Regions from separate parts of the Oryctolagus cuniculus genome. Here region 2 is linked to region 1. The links are chromatin contacts, called in public Hi-C maps. All regions are on one chromosome and are shown on one strand. Each heading gives the region's core, a stretch centred on a gene start, on an enhancer-like site or on the middle of the called end of the contact. The rest is flanking DNA. Distances are from core to core; before and after follow the strand shown.

What was found. A called contact is a pair of places that touch in the nucleus more often than the background predicts.
Region 2: a Hi-C map of skin fibroblasts shows a contact between it and region 1, with 4 times the contacts expected there. The contact joins two enhancer-like sites. A contact is called at or near these places in 4 of 6 Hi-C or Micro-C datasets (embryonic fibroblasts, liver, skin fibroblasts and 1 more).

What each region holds. Positions count from the first base shown.
Region 1 is chr1:92,121,698-92,128,563 of mOryCun1.1, forward strand. No RefSeq gene overlaps it. Among named protein-coding and RNA genes, the nearest start is that of ARHGAP42, 110 kb to the right of the region's middle. Within about 2 kb of position 5,239, at least 2 of the 8 cell types and tissues checked have an H3K27ac peak or open chromatin away from gene starts, as enhancers often do.
Region 2 is chr1:92,397,970-92,404,373 of mOryCun1.1, forward strand. All of the region lies in intron 3 of ARHGAP42 (Rho GTPase activating protein 42), which reads left to right. Among named protein-coding and RNA genes, the nearest start is that of ARHGAP42, 170 kb to the left of the region's middle. Within about 2 kb of position 4,817, at least 1 of the 8 cell types and tissues checked has an H3K27ac peak or open chromatin away from gene starts, as enhancers often do.

The DNA of each region.
Region 1 (6,866 bases), core at 3,989-6,488:
AAAACAGACACAAAGGAAAAACGAATTTGTCAGTCTGAAATCACTCAGTATCCCTCCTACAACCATCATACATGCGTAACAGATATACAGATTCAGTCTGTAACCACCTAAGAATGATAAGTTGGGTCTCACTGCGAATGACGAATGACGAATGACGTGCCACACACCCTTAGGGCACTTGTCTAAGAATGACTCTTCTCAAATATGACTTCACAGATATTTGTAGATTATCAGTTTTATACTTCCTGTTGGATACAGATAATTAAGATTTCAATGAATTTTCTAAATAAATGTTTGCTTTCATAAGTAGGTAGTAGATGTCTGTAAATTCACTTAATTTATATGTGTGCTTAATTTCAGGCTCACATGCCTATGTATGAATCTTTTTTTTTTTAATAAGGCCACAGACAAATGCATCTTTAACTATATTCCATAGGTACCACAGTGACCTCTTGTGGGAAAAGCCTGCTGAGTCGTGTCTGTGTTTCTGAGCATAGAAAGTAGTAGAAAACTACATTTTCTATTTACAAAGTGAAGGCTATCATCAGAATGCGAATTTGAAATGTTGACCACTGAAATATAGTGTGATTCTATACAAATTTATGATAAAGGCTTTCATATCAATTTCCAATATGATCAAATAATTCTGAATCATAAGTAGTCAAAACTAATAGAGCTGAGAATGGATCCTGAAAGCAACATAGCTAGAGTTTTAAACTTGTAGACTGTTAAAATAATTATTGTTGTCTCTGGTTTTAGAATGTGAATGAACCAATTCTCTCTGGGAATGATTTAATTTGCAAGCTGGTAGATAGTATTAATTTCTTTCATGATAGATAAGAATATTCCCCAAGGATAGCTTTTAAAAGCTCAAACATTCAAGACTTGTTCAATTGTTTATTGAGTCCAAAATAATCATTGATTGAGTACTCACTATGTGAAAAGCAGTATAAAAGCTTTTTCGCTTTTTCTTCAGTACGACCTACTTAGTGGAGGAGCTGGCTTGAGCATATTAATGACACTGAGGGTTGATGTCATTCACATGTAGATGGGTTTGCTTATTCTACTTCTTAGAAAGTAGCATGACATCATGAAAAAAATAATAGCCTTTTAAATGAAACAAATCTGAGTTTTTTGTTTAATTTTTATATTTTATCTATTTTCATTATATTTGAAAGGCAGACAGAACAACAGAGACAAACAGAAAGAGAGCTCCGTGCTCTGATTCTCTCTCCAAATGCCTGCAACAGCAAGTGCTGGCCAGGCCAGAACCAGGAGCTAGGAACTCAACCCATGTCTCCCACATGAGTGGCATAGATCCAAGTACTTGAACCATCACCTGCTGCTTTCCACAGTGTGCACTAGCAGGAAGCCGGATAGGAAGTGTGGTGGCCAGAACTCAAACCAGGCTGTACAAAATGGGATGTAAGTATCCCTAGTGGTGATTCAACTGCTGTGCCAAATACCATCATAAGCTGAGTTTTTCTATTTCATTCCAATTTTTTTTTTTTTTTTTTTTTTTTTTTTTTTTTTTTGACAGGCAGAGTGGACAGTGAGAGAGAGAGACAGAGAGAAAGGTCTTCCTTTGCCGTTGGTTCACCCTCCAATGGCCGCCGCGGCCGGCGCGCTGCGGCCGGCGCACCGCGCTGATCCGATGGCAGGAGCCAGGAGCCAGGTGCTTTTCCTGGTCTCCCATGGGGTGCAGGGCCCAAGCACCTGGGCCATCCTCCACTGCACTCCCTGGCCACAGCAGAGGGCTGGCCTGGAAGAGGGGCAACCGGGACAGAATCCGGCGCCCCGACCGGGACTAGAACCCGGTGTGCCGGCGCCGCTAGGCGGAGGATTAGCCTAGTGAGCCGCGGCGCCGGCCGGGTCATTCCAATTTTTCAATTTTCATTTCTATACCTTAAGCCAAGTCTTGGGTACTCAGAAATTTGTTTCATTATTCTCTATCTATAATATAGTTAATATGTGAACATATATTATGTATACCTATTAGTAATCTATTATGTATAGACTCACTATATCTTATTTTACTATTATTTCATTAATACTGTTAGATATTTTAAAAGATTTCTACTTTAATTTGGAAATACAAAGCAAATATTCCATTTTGTATTATATTTTATTTGTCTGCTAACTCAGAACAGAAATGATTACTGATTGTGAAAGTATGACTGTGGAATAAATTCATTTTATTCACATGCTTTATTATTTACTATTTTTTACCACTAGAGGGCATCTGAGGATTGAGCTAAGTATGAGTACAATGTAGTGCTATGAGTAAAACAAGCCTCTAATAAAATAAGAGTACAACAACTTCCATCAAAAAAGCTAATTGCATTTTGTTCCAAAGATATTCAACAATTACTTGATGATAGTTTTATAATGAAGTTAGTAAATATGCATACACTTCCTATTAAAATGCTAAATTAAAACACTTATTTTTCTTTTCAATACAATGCAAGAGCTAATTCTGTAATTAGAATTAAATTTGCAAATGCCAAGTATAATAATGGCAATTATGCTTCAAATTGTGTTTGCAACTGCACCTGCCTACATTTTAACAGTTGGCATGCAATTACAAACAAAGTATTGAACATGTAAGAAAGAATGCAGAATGAGTTGAGCAAGACTATGGTGTTTATTATAAATCTCCAGGATGTCATCATTTTTAGCGTAAGTCACCCAGTGACGATGTATCTAGTGCCTACTGTGCATCAGACACCATCGGTGCTCTTTTCTAGTAGAAGGGATAGACGAGCAGACAGGCAGATGTGCAGGTGGACCCTAAGAATCTGTGTGTTCACAGAGCATGCACAGCATCAGGTAGGAATCAAAACAAGAGAGCCCTGCAGCCTTTCTGAGTGATTTCCTATTCCTAGTGGGAGCCTGCCTCAGACTAAGAGATCTAGGACAGAGAACAAATGCTGACATACAAATACAGTTTCTTTTTTTTTTTTTTTTTTTTTTTTGACAGGCAGAGTGGACAGTGAGAGAGAGACAGAGAGAAAGGTCTTCTTTTTTGCTGTTGGTTCACCCTCCAATGGCTGCGGGTGCCGGCGCGCTGCACTGATCCAAAGCCAGGAGCCAGGTGCTTCTCCTGGTCTCCCATGGGGTGCAGGGCCCAAGTACTTGGGCCATCCTCTACTGCACTCCCAGGCCATAGCAGAGAGCTGGCCTGGAAGAGGGGCAACCGGGACAGAATCCGGCGCCCCGACCGGGACTAGAACCCGGTGTGCTGGCGCTGCAAGGCGGAGGATTAGCCTAGTGAGCCACGGCGCCGGCCTAAATACAGTTTCAAATCATGTTCTATCCTGTACTAACTGCAACCTAATATAAGTCTCACTTTCAAAGCTGTGGGTTCCTCTCAGTGAGGTAATAATAACAATAATAGTAATAATAATAATAATACAGCCTACCATAGAGAGTTGCTATAATGACAAAAGATAATTCCTATAATGTTCTTAAACAATTAGCCAACCTATAATACATATTCACCATCACTATTATTGTTGTTACTTTCATGTTATAACCAGTAGCCCTGGAATAAACTCCATGTTCCCAAGTTGGAGACAATCAAGGTGACACAAAATGCATTTGCTTTTATTGTGTCAAGGAATTGAGATGTGGTGGAAAGGAATGTGATGATCTTCTGGGCTGACAGGATTGATGGTTGCCCGCAAAAACTTGGCTCCAAATCTCTTGACCATTTGAACCAATAAATTTTTGTGCGTCTTTCTTTGACAACTCTCTCTCTCCCTCTTCCCTCCCCCCATTGTTGCTATCACAGAATGGCAGCATATTATGGATAAACCATTTTTCTCTCTTGAATTTGGCATTCAAGAATGAAATACATTCATTTATTCTTAAAGATTCATTTATTTTTCAGAAAGGCAGAGTTACAGAGAGAGGTAGAGACAGAGCAATGTCCCATCTGCTGATTCACTCCCCAAATGACCACAATGATGGGGACTGGGCCAAGCCAAAGCCAGGATCAAGGAGCCAGAAGCTTCTTCCAGTTCTCAAGCGTGGGTGGCAAGGGCCTAAGAACTTGGGTCATCTTATGCTGCTTGTTACACTAGCAGGGGCATGGACCAGAAGTGGAGCTGCCAGGACTCCATCTAGCACACATATGGGATACCGGCACTACAGGTGGCGCTTTAACCCACTGTGCCACAGTGCTGGCCTGGAAACACATTTATTTTAGATCTGTGTACTGGTTTGGGTGTCTGTGGCATAACATTATATTCCAATCTCATTTTCTGAAATCAGTTTATTTATTTAGAGATTGGATAAGATCCCCAATCATATTTTGTTTTTATATTCTTAATCTTTTATTATTACATTTCCTCAGAGCTGGAAAGACAACCACAAAACCAAAACCAGATGGGAAAGAAAATTAAGCCCAAAGGTCAACTAAATTTTGATTACCAACAACTATTTAGATAATAGCTTATCAATCTATGATCCAATGATGATAAGTACACATTTTTGATAAGCTATACTCTTTCAGGCCAAACTTCTCTCTCTAACATCTTAGATTCTTGTATCATGACAGAAGATGAAATAATCCAGCAAATTGAGGTGGAGAGTTTATAGCTATTTTCCTCCCAGCTTTGAAATTGTTTGTTTCGGTAGATCAGTATCATGGGTCCTCCGCCTACCCAGAGTCACAAAATAGATTCCTCCTTAAGAATCTCTCAGAGAAAAAGGACACATAGGAAGATCTGACCCTCTTTTGTCCTTGGCTGAACTATCAGGCTATATTTGGGAAGAAGCAAAAACCTGGAGTGATGTTTGCCCTTCAACTGATGTGAGGATAAGAGACTGATCTTATTTTGAATGGAAGCCAAGTGAATACCTCAAAATTATGATGTCTTTTCTCTGCCTTCTTGGTGAACAGCCTGCCAGCCCTCATTTTCTTTCCTGTTAGAAACAGAGTTCTTGACACTCCTCTCTTGATCAAATCAATTTGTTTTCAGCTGATACATTCCATGTTGATCAAACAGCTTCCCTGGGAAAATAAACTACTCACAAAGAGATCATGGGTTGAGCACAAAAGAGAAACTCTGGGTTAGGAAGAAAGAAAGAGAAAGTGTTATTTAATGGTTTATTCTGCTGTTTATTTTTTTCCATGTAAATACAACTGCAGCTAAGACTATGTCCCTGTCTCCATGTATACACTAGATTTCACAGGCAGTTTTATTTTAGTCATCTACATCAAGAATTCGTTTTTGGCAAGAGTTGAGCACACCAGCTCCTGTTGCAGACAGGCTGCAGAGAAAGCAGGCCAAGCCCTTCCTTGATGTTGACAGTGATTAAACTGAAACACCAGGCAGAGGTGCTGCACAGATGCAGGTGTTCTCTGTTCCTTTGGGGCTACACGAGAGAATCATGGAATGAGAACGACCTTGTGCCATGGCCTGGGAAGGAACAAATCGGCAGTGACAGTGTCCTGGACTGCTGCTTTGGGAGGCTTGGCTTTCTCTGTGAAATAATGAGCAGGCCAAGCTTCACTCAGAAAAAGGTAAGGTAGTAACTGTCAGCTGGCACTGCTGGGGTTTATGCTATGACTTTTTATGCCTTTAAATCTTTCTTTTACCTCCACCACTCTTTAGACATTGCTTTGGTTTTCCAGATTATCCAATCTTTTCCCACAATCAGCAGTGTATTAGTGTTCTCTAGAGAAATAAAACCAAGTATACATAAGGATATATAAAAAGGGATTTATTATGGGAATAGGCTCACACAATTATGGGGGCCAAGAAATCCCACAATATGCTCTACACAAGCTGCAGAACCAGGAAAACTTGTGCTATAATTCAGCCTGAATCCAAAGACCTAAGAACCAGGAGTAATGTGTGGAGGGGTCACTGGTTTAAATCTTGGAGTCTATGGGCCAAGAACCAGAAGCTCTGATATCTTAGGGCAGGCAATAGATGCCCCAGCTTCCGAAGAAAGAGAATTCAGCCTTTCTCCACATCGTTGTTCTATCTGGACCTTCAAATCTTTGGCTGATGTCCATCCCATTAGTGAGGGTGATCTTCCTTACTCAGTCTACCACTGTCTCCAAGATTCATCCTCCCAGACACACCCATAAATAGCATTTAATTGACTCTATGGGCATCCCTTAGTTCAATTAAGTAGAAATATAAAATGACTCATCAGAAACAGGGTCCAGATTTAGAAATTTAGGATTTTTTTCTTTATTCAAAGAATGCTTCTTCCTTAGTCTTTCTAGTTGGTTAAAATAGAAGGGAAAATAACTTCTACACTGCAATATATAATCACTCGGCCAGCACCGTGGTTCACTAGGCTAATTCTCAGCCTGCGGGGCCGGAACCCCTGATTCTAGTCCCAGTCGGGGTGCCAGATTCTGCCCCGGTTGCTCCTCTTCCAGTCCAGCTCTCTGCTGTGGCCCGGGAAGGCAGTGGAGGATGGCCCAAGTCCTTGGGCCCTGCACTTGCATGGAAGACCAGGAGGAAGCACTGGCTCCTGGCTTTGGATCGGCACAGTGCGCCTGCCACATTACTATATATACAATATATAATATATATATATATATATATATATAATCACTCTACCTTTATTCTGACAGCCCTCACCTCATTCCACCATGCAACTCCCAAACACTGCCCAAGACTCCTACTTCTTCCCTACACTTCCTTTATTCAAACAACATGTCTTTCAGGTACAGATCACCAAGCATGCTTGAACGGCTTCTCTACATCCAGCACGAGGCATGGCAGGGAGGCAGAGATGGTAATAAAGGCAGTCCTGGCATTTTGGCATTCTCTGCTGAACGTCTGTTTCTAGGAAAACTGGATTGAAGATCTAAAGATGGAATTCGATGGGGACAGATT
Region 2 (6,404 bases), core at 3,567-6,066, 280 kb after region 1:
AGTCCATAAAAGTGCTTTCCTAAGTGCATACTTTTTGGTGAAATTGAAAGAAAAGTATTTGTTAAAATGAATGTATGTGCAGGATATTTGGGGTAACTATTTTAAGTAGCTTTTAAGTTGTCAACTCTAATTTGTTCTTTCATCTCTTGTTATTTATACCTGAGAAACAGTTTGACTTCTATTTTTCCTCATTTTAAGACTTTATATTTTAAGTTAAAAATGGACAGGTATTAATCAGGATTGCAGTAAGTAGACACAAATTTGTGGGGAGGCAATATGCTATGGTTATATTTGGCATGTAAAAATGTTACCACAATGCTTAAATGTTTTTAAAACATTCAAGTTTAACTTCCCATTAGATATTGCTGGTTAGAAGAATGAACTTTAAGATCAGAAACACTAAAATAAATAACTTTTTTTTCTGGTTCAAATAACCCAGTACTGAGAGAATTTCATCTGGTTTAATGTAGAGTTATGGCATTATTAGATCACAGTGGATTATATAAAATTTTTTCATCTACTTCCCTCTCGCAATTTCTCTGTTAGATTCTGTGAAAATGGCGAATGATTCATGGTTGAATGATTTTCTGTTGTTTCACCTTATGATGGTTTTATTAAAAAATAAAAAAATTATAGTTTGACTTCTCTGTAGGGCTGATCATAAACTCTAGAAGCAGAAAGGATTGCTTGCTCTTTTGACCCTAGTAATCGCTTCCAGTTTAGAAGCCTTGATGTCCAGAGTGCACTGGTAAGGTTTCACTCTCTCATCCTAACACCCCTCTGGCAACTTAATAAGTCATTTAAAAAATTTGTATCCAGATGCACCACAATTGACCTAATGATTATAAAAGGAAGAAATTCATGATTTATATTTATTAATGCAGTCATGGTAATTAGATACAAAATTAAAGATTAATCTCTATAAGCAGGCTAGAAGAATAAGGCATATTATCATCTTTATTATACAAAAAAGTAAACTGAGAATTTGAATAAGTTGACCAAGATTGCATAGTTGAATTAATTAAATGCAAATGTGTACATTTCGCTGGAAAGGATACTACTTCTACTTATCTTTCGTAAAAGGAAAAGGGGTCATGTAATTTGATTCTCCCAAAGCTTCAATTTCTTTCCCTAATTTATTCCTATAAGAAAAGTATTGTTACTGGTAAAAAAAATAAATAAATAGAGAGGAAAGCAGATGCGATATAAATGAGTGGGGTTCATAATAGAACACTGCCTTAATTAGTAGAGTCAAACCGTTCAAATATTAAAGTACCAAATATATATTCAAGAGTAATTAAATGAATGCATATAATATTTGGATTGCCTTACAGAGTACATTTTTAGACAAAAGATGTGTTTTTTCTTGAGAATAATATGCTCATACTAAAGGAAATAAAGTAACATGAAATTAGTCTTTTGACTTCTGATTTTATTATATGCCTATCCTTCACACCTCCTGTGAATTTTGGCCTTTGAGTTCCAATTGAGAGGTGCTGTGGGTTTGCCTACTGTTAAAAGATTATGTAGCTGTGGAGAGTTAAATTGACCTTGGGAGTGAGTCCAGGATGATTCCAGTACCCCTTCCCAGTGCTGCTTCCTCTGAAGTTATTCAGGAGGAAGGAACTGGACAAGGTATGGGACAAGGCAGATGAGAGATACTTGCTTGTCATCCCAAATTAGAATTCTGATGTATTTTTCCAGTTGCAAATACCAATAGGAGAATAACTCAACCTTCCATCAGAGATTGTCCGTAGATGTATTGATTATGTTCAACCCACTCATAGAATGTGCCTTTGTGATCTTTCCACTTTGGGTGTATTGGCTGTATCAGCATTGCAAGAGTAAACTATTTTTGCGATGAGCAATAACATCCATGTTTTCTTGTTGTAAGTAGCATAGTGCACTGTAGTCTTCTTAATTATCTCAGTATCATTAAATCTTTACTTCAAAACATTGGATGTTTTGGCTCTTTGACGGTTTGAGGAACAGAATGATAATCTTACATCCTAGTGTTACCTAGTAGGTTGCAGGATAATTGGACATATGGTCATTAATTCATCATGACTTGTGACTATCACCAGCAGATTTTAGGCAAAACTGGGAAAGAGGAGTCAATGTGTAAAAATGTAAATAGAATTACCTTTCATACTTCTTACATTCCATTTGTGGGAGGTTCTCAGCAGTGAAAAGTAAGTGTTAAAAATTCCTATAGGGGGGCCGGCGCCGCGGCTCACTAGGCTAATCCTCCGCCTAGCGGCGCCGGCACACCGGGTTCTAGTCCCGGTCGGGGCTCCGGATTCTGTCCGGGTTGCCCCTCTTCCAGGCCAGCCCTCTGCTGTGGCCAGGGAGTGCAGTGGAGGATGGCCCAGGTGCTTGGGCCCTGCACCCCATGGGAGACCAGGAAAAGCACCTGGCTCCTGGCTCCTGCCATCGGATCAGCGCGCTGCGCCGGCCGCGGCGGCCATTGGAGGGTGAACCAACGGCAAAGGAAGACCTTTCTCTCTGTCTCTCTCTCTCACTGTCCACTCTGCCTGTCGAAATAAAAAAAAAAAAAAAAAAAAAATTCCTATAGGGGGCCGGCGCCACGGCTCACTAGGCTAATCCTCCACCTAGCGGCGCCGGCACACCAGATTCTAGTCCCGGTTGGGGCGCCGTTTTCTGTCCCAGTTGCCCCTCTTCCAGGCCAGCTCTCTGCTATGGCCCGGGAGTGCAGTGGAGGATGGCCCAAGTGCTTGGGCCCTGCACCCCATGGGAGACCAGGAGAAGCACCTGGCTCCTGCCTTCGGATCAGCGCTGTGCACTGGCCGCAGCGTGCCAGCCGTGGCGGCCATTGGAGGGTGAACCAACGGCAAAAGGGAGACCTTTCTCTCTGTCTCTCTCTCACTATCCACTCTGCCTGTCAAAAAAAAAAAAAAAATTCCTATAGGATAGCACTTGAAAAATCCATATTCTGTGGAAAATTATAACTTGAGTGCGTAGAAGGGAAAAAAACTCCAAACATATTTAGAGAATCTTTGTTTTAACCACATGACAACATTTCTTGCCATTACTTTTGAGTGATTTATGAGCACTCCCTTGTGGCTGTCTATTAGAACCACTTGAAATAGCAAAGAAAAGCTACAGGAAACTTAATTGTCTGGCTTGATATAACTTGACCACAGTTAAAGTGTGTCATACTGGTAAATATAGTGTTGTAAGGCATACAAAGTATCACATTTGCTTCTCTTCTGCTGAAAATAAGAAAAAATGCTCATTTTTTACTTTAAATATGTAACAATACAAAAATAAGCTGCTTAAGCCCAAAATTTCAATTATGTATAGGAATTACAAGTTAATTGTATCTAAATTATAAAACTAAGGCATTTTTAAAAATCAGTATCTATAAAGAGTACTGTAATTACTTTTGTCTTTTTCCTAAAACATCTTAATAAGATTATGCAGAGTCACATATTCCACAAATATCTTGGAATCTTGAGTCTCCTGAACTTTGTGACTTGATGTTCCTACCTCTAGAACAAATCTCAGGAGAAAAAGTTGCATATGAACCAAAATTGTATTTCTCTAAGACTTTTTTTTTTTTTTTTTTAGCTTTCCCAAAGTTTGTCAACAGAGTTGTACCCCAATTCACATTTTAATAAGAGTTTTCTATTTGCATGTCATTTTCTTTTAGGAACAACCATAATTCTTTACATCTTACCAAAATTTAGCACCTTCTTTGGATTATTTCAGAATTGAAGAATCTCAGTCAGGTGATTGACCAATGTGCAAGGATCAAAGTCAAGCATTTCCCAGGATTCTGACCCTCAAAATGAGGGTCAGAACCAGCCAAATCAGGTCACAAATCCACTTAGTGCCCTTTTGGTATTGGCATTTCCATCTTGATTTGCTGATTTAAGTCCACATATTGGGAACAACAGCAATTGACTTCACACAAAAGGCATATCGTGATTCATATGTACAACCACACATATGTTGTGACGGTTTAAGGGAAAAATTGGATTCATGGTTATCTGCTATTGTTATGCCTCTGGCAAGGTGCCATTCGGTTAAATTAATTTAGATTTTTATCTTCTAGTATTGAATAACTACATTTTAAATCATTTAGGGGGAAATTCTAAGGATGGCCTTGGACAATTATGAACAGAATACACATTCAGTCAGTTTCTTAAAGAAGCTTATATGTATCATAACCTTATCAAATGCCAAATCTATGCTAAGAACTTTTAAAAATATTTTTATTTCTCAGTTAATTTTCATAAAAACCTTAAGAGGTATAAGGATGAAGACACCGAGTGTTATCAGTTGTGATGCTGAGATTCAAATGAAGCTGGGTCTGTCTAACTTTAGCACTCACGTTCTTAATGCATTCCAGATGATTCTTACATGTTGGACTTCATTACTCATATAAAAGCAGCTTTAGTCTACATTGTGAAAAGCTTAGTGTACTCTTTGGCACATGAGAAACACTCAACAAATCATTTCTTTTGTTATCTCCCTCACTCTATTGGATGTTTTTCTCCTCTTGCCTCATTTTTTTCTGAGTACCTTTGCCACTTTTTTTTTTTTTTTTGTATTCCTCTAGTTTCATATTAACAGAGTGAGAGTAAAAGAGAAGAACATGGAGCAAATCCAAAACCAAAAGAAAAATGAACCAGGAAATATGGAAGCAATAGAGATATGAAATAATACTTGCCTCATAAGGTGGTTGTTAATTATCCCATTTTGTTATATCCTCAGGCTTTTGCCTTATTCCCAGGTCATATTTATATAGCTGCCAGAGAAGGGTTTTAGCAGAGATTTGAACCATTGGATATGGGTGTGGATGCCAAGAACATATTATAAGGATTGGCCTATCAACTTTCCTAATCTTATCATTCCCAAGTTAAACACACATGCACACACACACACACGTGCACACACACACATTCATATTGATTAGTTTGGTCATTGTGAAGTGGGATTTTCTGCCACAGTATTTGAGACTTCCTATGACATTAGATGTAATAGATCCAAAATGAAATTGTCTTTACTCCTTCTCTACCAAACCTACGCTCTACTTCATTTGCCCCATTTCTGAACATGGTTACAGAGTTCCAGTGTCTGAGGTTGGAACCATAGTGTTGCTGTTGTTTCCCATTTATCCTGCTAGCCAATAACTATTTTAATGTCTCTTGGAAATATCTTGCTAATTCTCTACTACTCCTCTGTCAACACTGTAGGAACCCAGTCTCATCTCTGTGACTTTAGCCTGGAGTTCCTCTTCCAGCTGCTTAGCTAGCCTAGCTTGTCACCACCTTTTTCTTCCCAAAACTAGCTTACATATGAAGGGCCTGCATCTTACGTGTGTTGCTTCCTAGGAAAAGTTATTTAATAGTATTCCTCTCTTTAGAACGCAGCAATGATTCCATATTCAGACTTCTTTGCCTAGATTTTTAGTATAATCCAGACTATCCTTACTTACTTCAATTGAGTTCCCTCAACTGAAATATAACAATGCACACTCCCTTTTCCAGTTTTGTAATGGTCATGCAAATATTACTTAGAAATAACAAAGGGTACATCCGTGGATTCTGGTATGTGCCAGACAATGATTGATGCGCCTTACATTTATTTCATGAGTCCTTTTTTAGATAAGTTATCTGAGAGCCTGTAGCTTTGTCAATGTGCTCACAGTCATGACTGACTTCTAAGGAGTGCTTTATAAGCACCAAATGCTTGTTGAATGAATACATTCGTTTTTCCCTTCTCAATTTTAACTTTCTGGAAGGTTTAGCCTGTCTTATTTTTCCTGTCTCCCAGGGACCCCAGTGCTGTGCTGGGTGTGTGTGTGTGTGTGTGTGTGTGTGTATATATATATATCTGGTGATTACATGTAGGGGAGGCCAGGCCATCTGTCTTACAGGACTTTGATGAGAAAATACCTTCTTGTAATATAAACATAAGTATAGTTCAACCAAAGGGCAGTATAGGTTCAGGTATGGAAGGGTATTAAGCAGGTAAATACAAAATGAAACTAATAATCTGTTTATTTGGAAATGTAAAAAGCTATCTTTTTTGATCAGTTACTATATATAGTTCTTCAAGAAGTTTGTGCAAAATTGAATTGAAAGGTAATTTTATGTTGGTGCAGAAAATTTTTGAAGTCCATAAACAGTTTTTTTTCACAATATGTATTTTCACACTCTTTGAAAATCCTTCATATATGGAAGGCACTGAACTGTGTTTTAAATTCATTACCTCTGGAACCAGTGCTGTGACTTAGCAGGTAGAGCTGCTGTCTGCAGTGCCAACATCCTATATGGGTGCCAGTTCGAGTCCCAGCTGCTCTACTTCCAATCTGGCTCTCTTCTGTGGCCTGGGATAGCAGTAGAGGATGGCCCAAGTCCTTGGGCACATGCAAC